3 separate regions of the Mus musculus genome follow, and regions 2 and 3 are each linked to region 1. The links are chromatin contacts, called in public Hi-C and HiCAR-type maps. All regions are on one chromosome and are shown on one strand. The core of a region is the stretch at or near the end of the contact, and the rest is flanking DNA. Distances in the headings are between cores, read along the strand shown.

Region 1 (4,118 bases), core at 893-3,392:
GATTCTGTCCTCCGCAATCTAAAACACTTAAGGCTGTTCAGCTGCAATGAATGTTTCTCTAGACACCACCAGCTCCTACCTCTACTCTGGCCTGGTAACTCCACGACCTCCTCTGGGGACAGAGTCAGACACTGCCGGACACCAGGTGCCTCCCATCTACCGAGTCATCCAGCCCAAGCCTGCTTCTGAATCGAGTGTTGTCATTTTCTTTCTGTCTGGGAGGTAGACAGACTGTGGCTCAACGAGAACACAGAGCTTGTCCCACGTTGGTTGTACAGCAGGGAACATCCCAGAATGTCAGGAATTTTCAATCTTGCACTTTTGTAAAATTCCATTATCACTGATTTGCTTGTCTTCAATACTGTTACAGTACCAACCTATTAATACTAAGCCTCCAGTCCCTACAGGTTGAGATGGGTAGGTGGGTGTTGGGGGAGGTAACAGGGCACACCTTTTGTGCATACACTGCCCATCACTGCTAGAGAGTCTTCCTAGCCTCAGAGCATGAGGCAGTCCATGCTAACCCAGCATGTGAAATTCCGGCAATCGATGAAAAAATAAACACAGAGCCGAGGATATAATTCAGCTAACCTCGCTCCCAAATGAGTCAGAATCCAGATAGAAAGCAGATTTTCATATTTACTGTATGTGACAGCTGTAGGCATTAAATGAATCATCTGTCTATCTCTAGCGCCTTGTTCCTCCTGTGTTGAATGTATCTCTCCCTGGGGTTGTCTGTCTTCCCATTCCAGGAAGACACATCAGTGTAGTTTCAATTATTAATTCCATGTTTGGATCACAGTAACACCAGTCCCAACCCAGTGACCTGCAGTTCCTATTGATTTAAGTGATGAATTATCTGCACGGCAATGTATTATTAACTTTATTCTGTCTCTTATTCCTTCTGCATCCATGCATCAAAATAACAAAGCACCATTCACTGGCTAAAAGGACCCATTTCCCTTCTCCCAGTTCCCGGGAGGGCGATGCCAACACATGCAGGGAGGTAGTTACACAGAGTGAGGGGTGGGGGCGGCATGTTTATTTTTCTCTATGACTTCTTTATCTCAGCTGTGAATATGGGGGAGAGGGTGAGGTCTGAGTGGGGAGCAAAGGGGCCCTGGAGAACAGTTACTAAAGGCAAGCGAGAAGTGGCACCCAGAAGATCAAGAGTAACGCATCGGCCTCCCCCTAAACACCCGGCTTCCATTAGACATTGGCCGCTGCACTAGCCACAGGAGAGGTGAGGGTGCTGATGCACTGTGGTGGGAAGGAACCCTTGCTGATCGTTGTTACAACCTCCTCTGAACCGATCTGCTTGCTTCCCCAGCAAGACCCTCCCGGCAAAGCCAGATTCTGGAGAGATGTAGGTCTGGGGAAAGCCAGCAGGCTTCTGGCTACGTGCCTCTGTAGTCTTCAGTTCACACATATCCATCCCCCTAGTATCTTCGGATGTTTGGTGTACCCTGGATGTAGTCTGGCAGAACTGTAATCAAGATGTATTATCTTGCCCTGGCCAAGTACACAGGGCATGCCAACCCACGAGAGTCTCCCTCTATGACATGTTGAGGCAATGGAAGGAAAGGCTGACAGAGGTGCCCCCATTCAGCAGCAGTCTGGGTGTGACTGTTAAGCCGCTGCCACTCGCAATACCCTCAGAAGGTGACTGGCTCCTCGGGATTGCAAGCCTTTCTTCTCCACCGTCCCTTTCATTCTAGAAGCCCTGGCCCATATGTTTTCAATACAAGCCTTTATTTAATGAAGTAGATTCGGGTGTGTTTCATTACATTGAGCTGGACTACTCCGGCTGAGTAGCTAAAGGTCATGGTTTTATTTTGGCATTGAGGCAAAGCAGAAGGTGCTGTATACGGATGGGTCTTGGCCACACCTCCTTCAATAATCACAATCTCCTGAGTGGAGAGCAGGGGTGAGGGCTGGGGAAATGAGAGCAACCCTGTATTTATTTACTTGCTTCCATTCCATTTTCAGTCCGAACTGAAGCTAACCTCCCAGCTTCCTCCAAGATTCCTGTCAGGGCAACTCCCAAAGCCAGACAGTCTGAAGAGACTCCACACATAAAGGAAGACCTCGGCATGTACTGCCTGAGGTCAAACGCTCGTCTGTGAGCCAAACCCTAAGAGGAAAGGGGAGACTCCCAAAGACCTCCCAGCTTGACAGGGAAGAGAGGGATGCTAAACGCACAAGTCTCCATGTGTGGATAACTGACGGAGCTTATGAGCCTCATTCCTAGCTTCATCAACAAGTACCTTGCCTCAGACTACTCCCATTTGACGACTCAGCTCACATGCCACCTTGGTATGGGACATCTGTCACCTAGTTGCTCCCTCCATTCACATGATTCAGACATCAGCATTTTGGACTTTCTTTTTCCTCCCCTTGAACAGACCTCAGTTGAAAGGACCACTAACAGCATCTGATTTTACCTGTCAAACCCAGACCCTTGGTGAGAAGTGGAACATGGCTCAGCTATGCCCGAGAAATGATTCTCTTTCTTTCCAGAACTTTGCCAAATAAGGAGAAGAAGGTCAGAAAACCGCTATGATTAGATTATATGGAAGAAGGTCAAAGATTAAAAATCCGCTGCCTCTCATTATTAGAAGAGGGATGACAGATTCAGACCAGAGCACAAAAGAAAATACATTATTTCAAAACAGGATATGAAACCCAGTCCCAGGCGATTAGTCTCTGTTAAGTAAATTTACTATCTAATCTTTTAACTGTCTCCCGAAATTGCTGGTCCAAGATTCTCTCCATGGGTTGGAGGCTTAACCTTGGAAGGGGGGTGAGGTGAGTGAGGGCTGCCACCCTCTCTAGGCTCTATTAGCATGTTAATGGAATGAGAGGGTCTCAGCTAACAGCAATGGGGACCTAGGGGTGGCTGGAGCGAAAGGGTCTGCAAGCAAAACACACCTTGTAATAAAAACAGGATGTGTGTACCACAGATCAACTCAACTGTCGGATGGACGGGATTGGAGGATGGGGAAACTAGCCAGGCATTGGTTTCCCAGGCATCAAAGAGGATGCAATTCTTCAACATCACTTTAGGCTCATGGTGGGAGGGGGGAACAGAACTCTCGGCTTTTTCACTCAGCCCCAAGGGGCTCACATGCCAAAGAACCCCAAGCTCTGGATTTGTGTTCAAACCAGATCAACCTTCACTGGTTTGATTTTAAACGAAGGCTGCTATGCAGGCCAAATACCACAGGCCCACTTGGGGCCCAAAGAGGACAAGATGTGCATTTGGAGGCCAGACAAGCTCACAGCACCATCCAAGCAGAGGAAAAAACAAAGAGAGATCAGGACACAATGAACAAGAGGATCTATTTCCCAGCATCTCTCTTGGCTCGGGTACCACAACCGAGGCCACGGAGCCCGAGCAAACCCTCTCTCCTCTGCCGCACAGAAGGAACCCTTCTTGCCCTTCACCTCACTATTTTTTCTTTGCCTGTTTAGTCTAAAAGGCTGAACTGTGGCACAAAGAAAGTTCTCTCCAAGAATGAGTTTTGCAGAGAAAGCGCTTCAGACCAACGTAGCATGTGCAGCCCGCTCTATACAGCCTGCAGAATGGGGCATGTGTTCAATTTGAGGGGGGCTGGGCTCCCCCAAGGAATCCAGAGGCCCTCTGTTTGTGTGATTTATCCCTCCTGGAAAATCCAAACATACAAATGTGCCGGCGGCTGTGAAAGCAGGGCACACGCAGGGACTTGGGCTCAGCACAAAGCTCACCACATACCACGCAGTCTCCCACAGGCTTTCTCAAGGTTCACCTTTGTAGGTTTCAGCCAGGGCTAAGGAAAGGAAGTGTATACAGCTCTGCTGGGGGTCGGCAGGGACATTCTCTCTTTAGCCTTAAAAGCCCTGAAAGAGACAGAATAAGGGATCCAAAGGTCTCCCCAAGCTCTGGGATTTCAGAACTGCATAACTAAACGTCAGCTTGTTCAACAGAGCCATGCCAGCCCCACCCTGGAGAATGGGCCCCACCCTGATAAGTCTCAAACCCAAGTGGTTTTTTTTTTATCTTGGAGCCATTCATTCAAAGAAGTTTTATTCTGGTACAGCAAGGGAGAACCAGGCCAGCTCTGCAGGCCTTTCAAATT
Region 2 (3,855 bases), core at 160-2,659, 550 kb after region 1:
GTCGGAAGAAATTTGTGGGGTCAGTTCTCTCCTACCTTTACCTGGAGATAAATTGTCATGAATTTGAAAGGAAGATGTCATGACGTCATGACGTAGGAAAGCAAGTCTTTTGATTCAGGAAAAATATAAGTCTGTGTGTGTGTGTGTGTGTGTGTGTGTGTGTGTGTGTGTGAAGTAACCAAGGCCAAATATAAGCTATTTCTGGACTTAAATAATGGTTGAGTTTCTTAAACACACATTTTAAGGTAGAATTAAAGGAAGAGAAAGGCAGGTGCCTGGCTATGGTAGTGGCTGCTTTATTCTAGCGCTCTGAAGACACAGAAGCAGGCAGACGTCTTTGAGTTCCAGGCTCATCCCCTGATTCCAGGGTTTGACCTGCCCCTCTAGGAAAACTGGGGGAAAGAAATGCTCACTCTACCAGGTTTAAATCAGGAAAAGACTCAGTTTAGTCACAAAGTCCTGAGTTTATGTTGTTGTATTTTATTTCCACCCAAAAGAATTGATCCTACGGATTGGTGCGAAGCTAGGTTTTTAAGAAAACCAAACAGTGATCAAGTTCTTATACATCTGTAATTTCTGTAGCATGTCACTCTACTCACAGAACCAACACTTTTTCTTCCAACAAACAGATTCTTCTGGCTGTTAGGAATGACTCAGGACTTTGGGCATTGGTGATTTAACCTTTATTTTGTTCTCAGGAATCCCTTTTGATCAGTACTAATGGACTGGGGCAAGAAAGGAAGAGGTGGTGACTCACATTTATGAGTTCCAAATGCAAGGGCTAGGCTTTTTGTCTTCCAGCAGCCAAATTCCACTTCTGGGATGTGCCTCTTTGGTAAAATGGCAAACGATTTTTTAAACTGACAAATATTTTTTTTAAACTAGCATGTTGCAAGGCTTTCTGACACAAGAATTCAGGGTTGGTGATTGCAGTGTTCCCCTGAACTCTGGCAAAGCACCCTGTACATATACTCTTAATATTTTAGATGAAGCGTAAGTTGTGTTTTAAATGTCAGCCCTCTGAAAGAGCCTAGACATATTCCGTGTAGTTTGTGTCATGAAGCTAGATCTTTCCTTGGCAGCAGTCAAGGTGTGGATTCTTATAACATCAAGATAAGAATCTCTTCTGTGTAGATTTTTAGTTCCCTCGGGGATTCAAAGATCAAGTTGCTTGTAGACCCCGTGGAATTTGCAGAAAAAGCAACTCTAATCTTGACATCTGTAATTAACATTTTATCTTATTCCAAAAATTCATTTTGCTGGCAACTCAGCAGCTCTTTGGAGCTGAATAATGATCTTCCCACAGCATATCCCACACGCATCTCCATCCCGAGTGTGGGTGGAGTGTGTGGAACTCTCTCAGGGCCTCCCTTCTTGGGCAATGTGTCACGCTCTCGTTCTTGTTATGCAATGCTTACGAACACCCAAGTTTCCATTCACTCAGTCTCCCCGCAGGCTTTGTAAGCTCAGCGAACACTTGCCAGGCTCCTGACCGACGCATACACACACTGAGAGCGCAGGATCGACTGGAGGCTGTGAAAACATGCGTGAGCAACACTGTTCTTCGATGTGTGAAAATTTCTCGGTTACAGAGAACAGTTAAGAGTTGTCTCTTCCTTGTTGTTCACTCGGGCAAAAGCAAGTTAAATAAACCGGAACTCAGCACACAGGAACTTTGTTGTGACTAAGACACATTTCCGTGTTACTCCTTACTCCAGTGCTCTCCCACACACTTACAACTGTGCACACGTGCCTGTAGGGTGCCAATCTATACTATCACCCAAATGTAAAGAGAATCCGTCTCCCCTGAGAAGGATCATTTGTTGACTTGGCTAAGTGGCAGTATTGTAAATCTTTCATGGATTCAACAAATCTTTCTTGAAGTTTCTGGGGCCCAGTAACTTCACGGGGGGGGGGGGGGGGGGTCCGGGGGGGGGGAGGCAACATAGTAAACGACAGAGAATGGATCCCACTGCCTCCAACAGGCCAGTGAGTGAGGGCACGGAGGGAACATAGTTCGAAATTAATAAAATAATGATTAGAGGGTGAATGAGTTGAGGGGGAACCAGAAGAGTGTGCTTTCACACAGGTATTGGGATGCACCGGGCCGAAGGATCAAAGAACACTCCAGTGGTCCTGTCTTTTGAGCTGGGGCTGAATCACAGATGTTTAGGTTATAACAACATGCTTGAGTTTTAGGTTTCTTTTTTCCCCCCGTTGGCCATTAAAAAAAATCTCCTTCATTTAAGTCAAGTGTTCATGATATAGCTCTTGCAAGTTTGACTCGGCTTTCACCTGCCTCAATTTTAAGTTTCATTTTAAATTGCCCTTATATTACTGAATTTCATTTTGGAGTTAAGTGGCAAATCTAGACCCATTAGTTATAAGTGATACAAAAATACCCAAAAGATGTTCCTGCAGGGACTGAGCTGGCCTTTTAGACAAAAATAATGAGTTCATTGCTGTGCCAGCTGCCACAGGCTCACACATCTCAGCTGCTGCCAGCATCTCACGTCTTCCCACAAAAGGACTGCTCAGGTGCGGGCACTCTTACACTCCCGTCTGCTATGGGTTCATCAGGCTGCAGTCCCCATGCGCAGGGTTAGGGGCAGCCACACTTCTTACCAGGAAGCTTGTCTGTGAGGTGCTGATGCTTATTCTTCTCATACATCACAACACATAACCCTTGCGATTTATGATTGGAATCAACAGAGATGACTGCCTGCCGATGACCCCATGCAGAGTTCTGAAGTGTGTCAAATAATCACTAGTTGTGCAATCTCGTGACAATCATTACTCTCCTTAAATGCCCATTTTTTTTTATATATGAAAAGAAGAAATTTTAAGCACAAGAACTCTAAATTCTAATACTAGCTTTCTAAGAGCCAATCAGAATGATTCCGACAATATGGTTTCTGCGAGATAGGATAGTAAACATGTGTTTAAATGTGAAGACTAACCACCTCTGGGGATGCTGAGTTCTGTATCCTTTGGAAATCTGCGTGGCTGCAACCAATGAACAAGTCAACAGTAGCCTCAACAGACACAGATTTATTTTTCTCACATAACAAGAAGCTGAGGGGCGGCTTCAGCTGGCTTTGGCTCAGCAGCAGCACAATAGCAGGGTCAGCTCGTGTTTTCCGAATTCAATGGCAGATTGGGGGAGAGAGCAGTAGTACCAGCCCAGCTTGATCTATTTGGAAAGCAGAGCATTTTAAAAGCTTTAAAACTTTATTTTATGTTTATGGATGCCTTGCCTACACATGTGTCTGAGTACCATGTGCACATGGTCTCCTCCAAAGCCAGAGAGGGCATGGGATTCCCTGGAAGTGGTTGTAAGCGCCCATGTGGGTACAAACTTGAGACTTCTAAGGGGAACCCTGTGCCATCCTCATACCCCAGGATGGCATTTTATAGAAAATCCTCTAGCAGCCAATTCCACATGTCACCTGGCCAAGCCTACATGCAAAGGCAACTGTGGAGATGTGAGAATCTTTACTCTGCAGCCTAAGAGTGAAGATCTCGGTTTCTTCAATGTTGGTCAGCCAAGCATCGTGTCTATCACATTCAATTCAGTTCCCTCTGTTCATACCCACTTGCCTTTCAATGATTGAGCCTAGCAGACTTACTCAGGCTCTTACATAATAAAGACATCGAGCCAAAACCAAATGGCAAAATGATTGAAATTTGTGAAGAGATGGCTATAGGAAAGACGACGAAGAAGGAACTGGGTTCATCTGGGGCCTCAACATTTGCTGTAACTAAATAAGGCTAATAGTTGGCTGGTTTTTAAGAGATATGTTATATGACCCTCACAGTATTATAACTTATCAAATAATAATCTTAGACTGTGGT
Region 3 (3,719 bases), core at 423-2,922, 990 kb after region 1:
GGCTGTCTTGTTCCTAATTTCTCTGTTCCTTGGTCTGGTCCCAGAGCCTTGCAGAGGTGCTGTTGCAAGCTAGCCTTTAGTCCTGGTGACTCCCATTTGCTGATTTAGCTACAGTGAAGAGAGAATTGAATGGGGAACAATAGGAGATAGAAGGAAAACCCAAAGGGGGCTCTCTTAGGACAGCTCCAATTTCACAAAAGGGGCCTTTCTAGCAATTCCAAGAATAGAAAGACCTTCAAAGTAAAGAAAATGGTGGTGGAAAGTAATTGCTCAGGGGTCAGGGGTCCCAGTCTTCATGTCCAAGGCTCCAATTTAATTTCAAATTGAGATTCAACAAGGAGAAAACATCCCCATTCCAGCCATCATTTTTAATTTTCCAGACATGATTTTTATTGGCTAGTTTCCATTGCTTGGGAATATTAAACAATCAATATTTTTGACACCTGCCATTCATGTCTAGTGCTTCTGAAATCCCAAATAAGACCTTGGCTGGGGAGGCAGGTGGGATTGCAGCTTGCCTCTTTTTATGGGGCAGACAGTGGCTCCTTTGGCTCAGCACAAGGCAATCATCATTTGCTAGAGACAGCCACTCCCAATTTTCTGTAAATCACCTGTCTGAACAATGGATTGTTAGAGAAGACAAACGGACAAAGGAAAGTCTATAAAAACCAAAATCAGGGACTCCGGAGGCTGGATGCATTTCCACTTCTCTCCTGCCTGATTCTAATCAAACACATAACAGATTGTTTATTGTAACCCTTGAATTACCAAGGAGCTAGACTTTGATGGTGAGAGAGGGTGGCTTGGTTGGGAAGAGGTGACATTTGATTAAGGGAGACAGGGCGACAGGAGAAGGGCTTCACACTCTCTCTACAGAGAATTATCAAAACATAGCAGCATCTTAACATCTTTGAACCTTGGATTTTGTTGTTTCCCTAGCTTCAGAGTCAGGGTCATAAAACAGACTGGGCTGCCCATGGCTGCTCTTGTTGACTGGTGATGTCTACCTGAAATACTGTCATGAGAATGATTGCAGGAGCTCTGTGTTGACTCAGTGGGACGAACCGAATTGATTAGTCATGTCTGTCACAGTGTGAACTGGTCAACAGTGATATATTGAAGATACTTATAAATATTTCACATTGACTGAAGTTACTGGTATTTCCATCTGGCCTAGTCTAAGTGTTTGTATAGTCAATATTCTTTTCTTTGTTTCCTTTATGAAGGCAGATTTGGATGAATGGCAAAAAAGAAATAATCTTGAGGAATTTTACCTAGTAACTGTTTCTATGTGAAATGTGCTGTGTTTGTATCCAATATAGAAGCTGTACCTTGATTTTTCTGTGGCCATAGCCAGAGAAGATGCTGCCGCTCATACTGTGACATCAAGTGTTCCTTTCAGAGATGTTAGTTAGCATATACAACAAGAAAATTTGACCCTGTGGTTTGTAAATCCTGTCCTGAGTTCTAAGGCAGTGGGAGTTACATTCTGTCCTAGGCTCGACCTTATACTGTGAGTCAGAGGGTGCAAATACCATCTCTAAAGTCACACAGCAGTAGCACCAGGGTCTCCTTCCTCAGGAGACACTGTCCAGCCTTAGGTGTGTAGATCAAGGCAAACTTGCAGGCCTGATTATCCCAGAGAAGGCTGGTCCCTCCCCTTTCTCACCCATGCTGGGAACTGTCACCCCACAGCAAGAATCAACCAGAGAACATGCCCACTGCCCGGAGTTCTGGGAAGGAAAGCGATCTGAAAATTCTGTTGAAACTGGAATCTAGCTTTTATTTCGGTTAGTTAAAATAAGCCTCTGGGTGATATATTTTGGGCCTAATTACCCCGCTTTCCACAGAGGAGTCTGTGGAGTGATTAAATAAAGGTAACTGCAGCTGGCATTCAGAGCAGTTTGTTAAAAAAGAACCAAGGGGGAAATCTGGAAGTCACCGCACCCTACTACCTCACCTAACAGGATTTCCAGAAAACCTGTGTCATGTAAACTCTAACTTCACATTCTAGTCATTCTTGCGGTGCTGAGTGGGGACTGCAGGTTGTCTGCTCAGAGCCGCAAGACCCTTGGCGGCACACCCTCCTACCTCCAGCCCATTGTCATGGAGAGTAGCATGTGACTTCCACATACACTGTTTGTCACTTATTAAGCACATGTTCATGTGGCAGGCAGACCTCTTGTACTCCACTTGACTTCCATCAGTTGTATAGTCAACAGTTGAGGCTCACAGAGGTTGAGTGACTTGCCTGTAAGCACACAGCTTGCTAGTAGTGGAGGAGCTAAAGCCTGAAACTCCGATGACCGTTTAAGAATCCCAGCTCTTAAGCAGTGTGCTGAACACAACTTAGTCTTTTAGTATCTAAAGGAACATGTTAGGCACCAGCCACCATAAAGGTCCCTAATGAGCATTGTGAACTCACAGCTGCTATTCTGCCTCTGCTGGGAACAAGTGAGATAGCCCATATGATGGCTTTTCAGAAACCTCCAAAAGGGCTTAGAATTTGGGGGTAGATTTGGATGGCTAAGACATTATTAGAGACAGTCTCCTCAATTCTGGTAATTAAATCTCAGAGTTAAACTAGGGGTGGGAGGAAGAACCTTTTGTTTATTTAAATTTTTATTTTGTTTGCTGGGAGGTATGGAGGGGGGAAGGCCAGCTTGGTGGCAGAGGTGGGATGAGATTCTTAAGTGCTGGGGAGACTGACTCCTCCTTCACCCTCCAGCTGCCTATCCAGTCCTTGAAGACTGGGACCACCATCTCTCTCTTTGCTGCCATTGCTACATCTCCTAAGAGCATACATGGCCTCCCTGCTTGTCCTTTCCATATTTAATCTTCCACCAAAGAGTTCCTCCAAAGAACTTTTTGGATGAGGAAGTGTCTGGGCCTCCACAATGCTGAAAGATGGAAGCCTAGTTAAGTGGACCCTCTGGGAACCCCATGTCTATCTGTCTTTCCCACAGTGTCTCCACACAATGTTCCCTCTGTGTGTATGTGTATGTGTATGTATATGTGTGTGTGTTCATGTGTAGGTATGGGAATGTTTATGCTTGTATATGTTTGTTCATTATAGGGATTAAGAAATTTGTTGTAAGAAAATACTGAAAATTATGCAAGGGACCTGACTTCAGGTTGGTAACAACAAAGGTGGCATCATTAACTCCGGGGAGCTTGGTTGCTCTCTAGGCTGGTAGGGGAGGGGCACAGGTTCTATACTTGGAGCACAGTGCTCATAAATGCATATTAGGGAATATTTGGATATACATGCATGTACACATGCGCGCGCGCACACACACACACACACACACACACACACACAGAGTCTTTCAACTCTTAAGGAAATCACTGCATATAGGACAGAAGTCACTTATCAAAAGTTGACATCATAGAACTGAATCTGGCACTTGAATATTATGACACCTTTGGGTGGGTGGCTTGGAAAGGGCAGAGAGCTCTCAGAGGGTGCAGGCCAGGAAACTCTTGGTGTGTGTATGACTCGTTGCCTATTCTGTCTTGTGGTCTTCCATTTCTTAGGCATCGTCTTTGGTGACCTGTAGATGTTGCAATTGCATGATTTCCACACTGGAGTGGGATTTTCTTTTTTTCCCACCTGTGTTCCATAGCAAGCCTTGACTCCCGGGGGAAGGAGCTGTGTCCTTATATGGTTGGGGTTCCTGTTCTCCTGTCAAGGACTTCGAGTGAAGCAGATGCTCAGT

What was found. Hi-C and Micro-C count contacts between places; a contact is called where the count stands out from the background. HiCAR-type assays count read pairs that join an accessible place to other places.
Region 2: a contact with region 1 is called in a Hi-C map of uterus. The contact joins two enhancer-like sites. A contact is called at or near these places in 17 of 484 Hi-C or Micro-C datasets (the 3T3-L1 cell line, beige adipocytes, cochlea and 10 more), 5 of 115 datasets of contacts at active chromatin or transcription factors (the NIH/3T3 cell line, embryonic basal ganglia, embryonic fibroblasts and 2 more) and 1 of 9 other capture datasets (embryonic stem cells).
Region 3: a HiCAR-type map of embryonic stem cells shows a contact between it and region 1, with 5 times the contacts expected there. The contact joins two enhancer-like sites. A contact is called at or near these places in 2 of 115 datasets of contacts at active chromatin or transcription factors (astrocytes and embryonic stem cells).

The regions. Positions count from the first base shown.
Region 1 is chr11:35,416,050-35,420,167 of GRCm38.p6, reverse strand. The region is part of intron 4 of Slit3 (slit guidance ligand 3); the gene reads right to left. Among named protein-coding and RNA genes, the nearest start is that of Gm39705, 130 kb to the left of the region's middle. Within about 2 kb of position 2,142, at least 25 of the 459 cell types and tissues checked have an H3K27ac peak or open chromatin away from gene starts, as enhancers often do. A contact at or near this core is called in beige adipocytes, embryonic stem cells and uterus, where this site is marked.
Region 2 is chr11:34,862,940-34,866,794 of GRCm38.p6, reverse strand. No RefSeq gene overlaps it. Among named protein-coding and RNA genes, the nearest start is that of Gm22022, 23 kb to the right of the region's middle. Within about 2 kb of position 1,409, at least 51 of the 459 cell types and tissues checked have an H3K27ac peak or open chromatin away from gene starts, as enhancers often do. A contact at or near this core is called in beige adipocytes and uterus, where this site is marked.
Region 3 is chr11:34,429,519-34,433,237 of GRCm38.p6, reverse strand. All of the region lies in intron 27 of Dock2 (dedicator of cyto-kinesis 2), which reads left to right. Among named protein-coding and RNA genes, the nearest start is that of Gm29887, 76 kb to the left of the region's middle. Within about 2 kb of position 1,672, at least 6 of the 459 cell types and tissues checked have an H3K27ac peak or open chromatin away from gene starts, as enhancers often do. A contact at or near this core is called in embryonic stem cells, where this site is marked.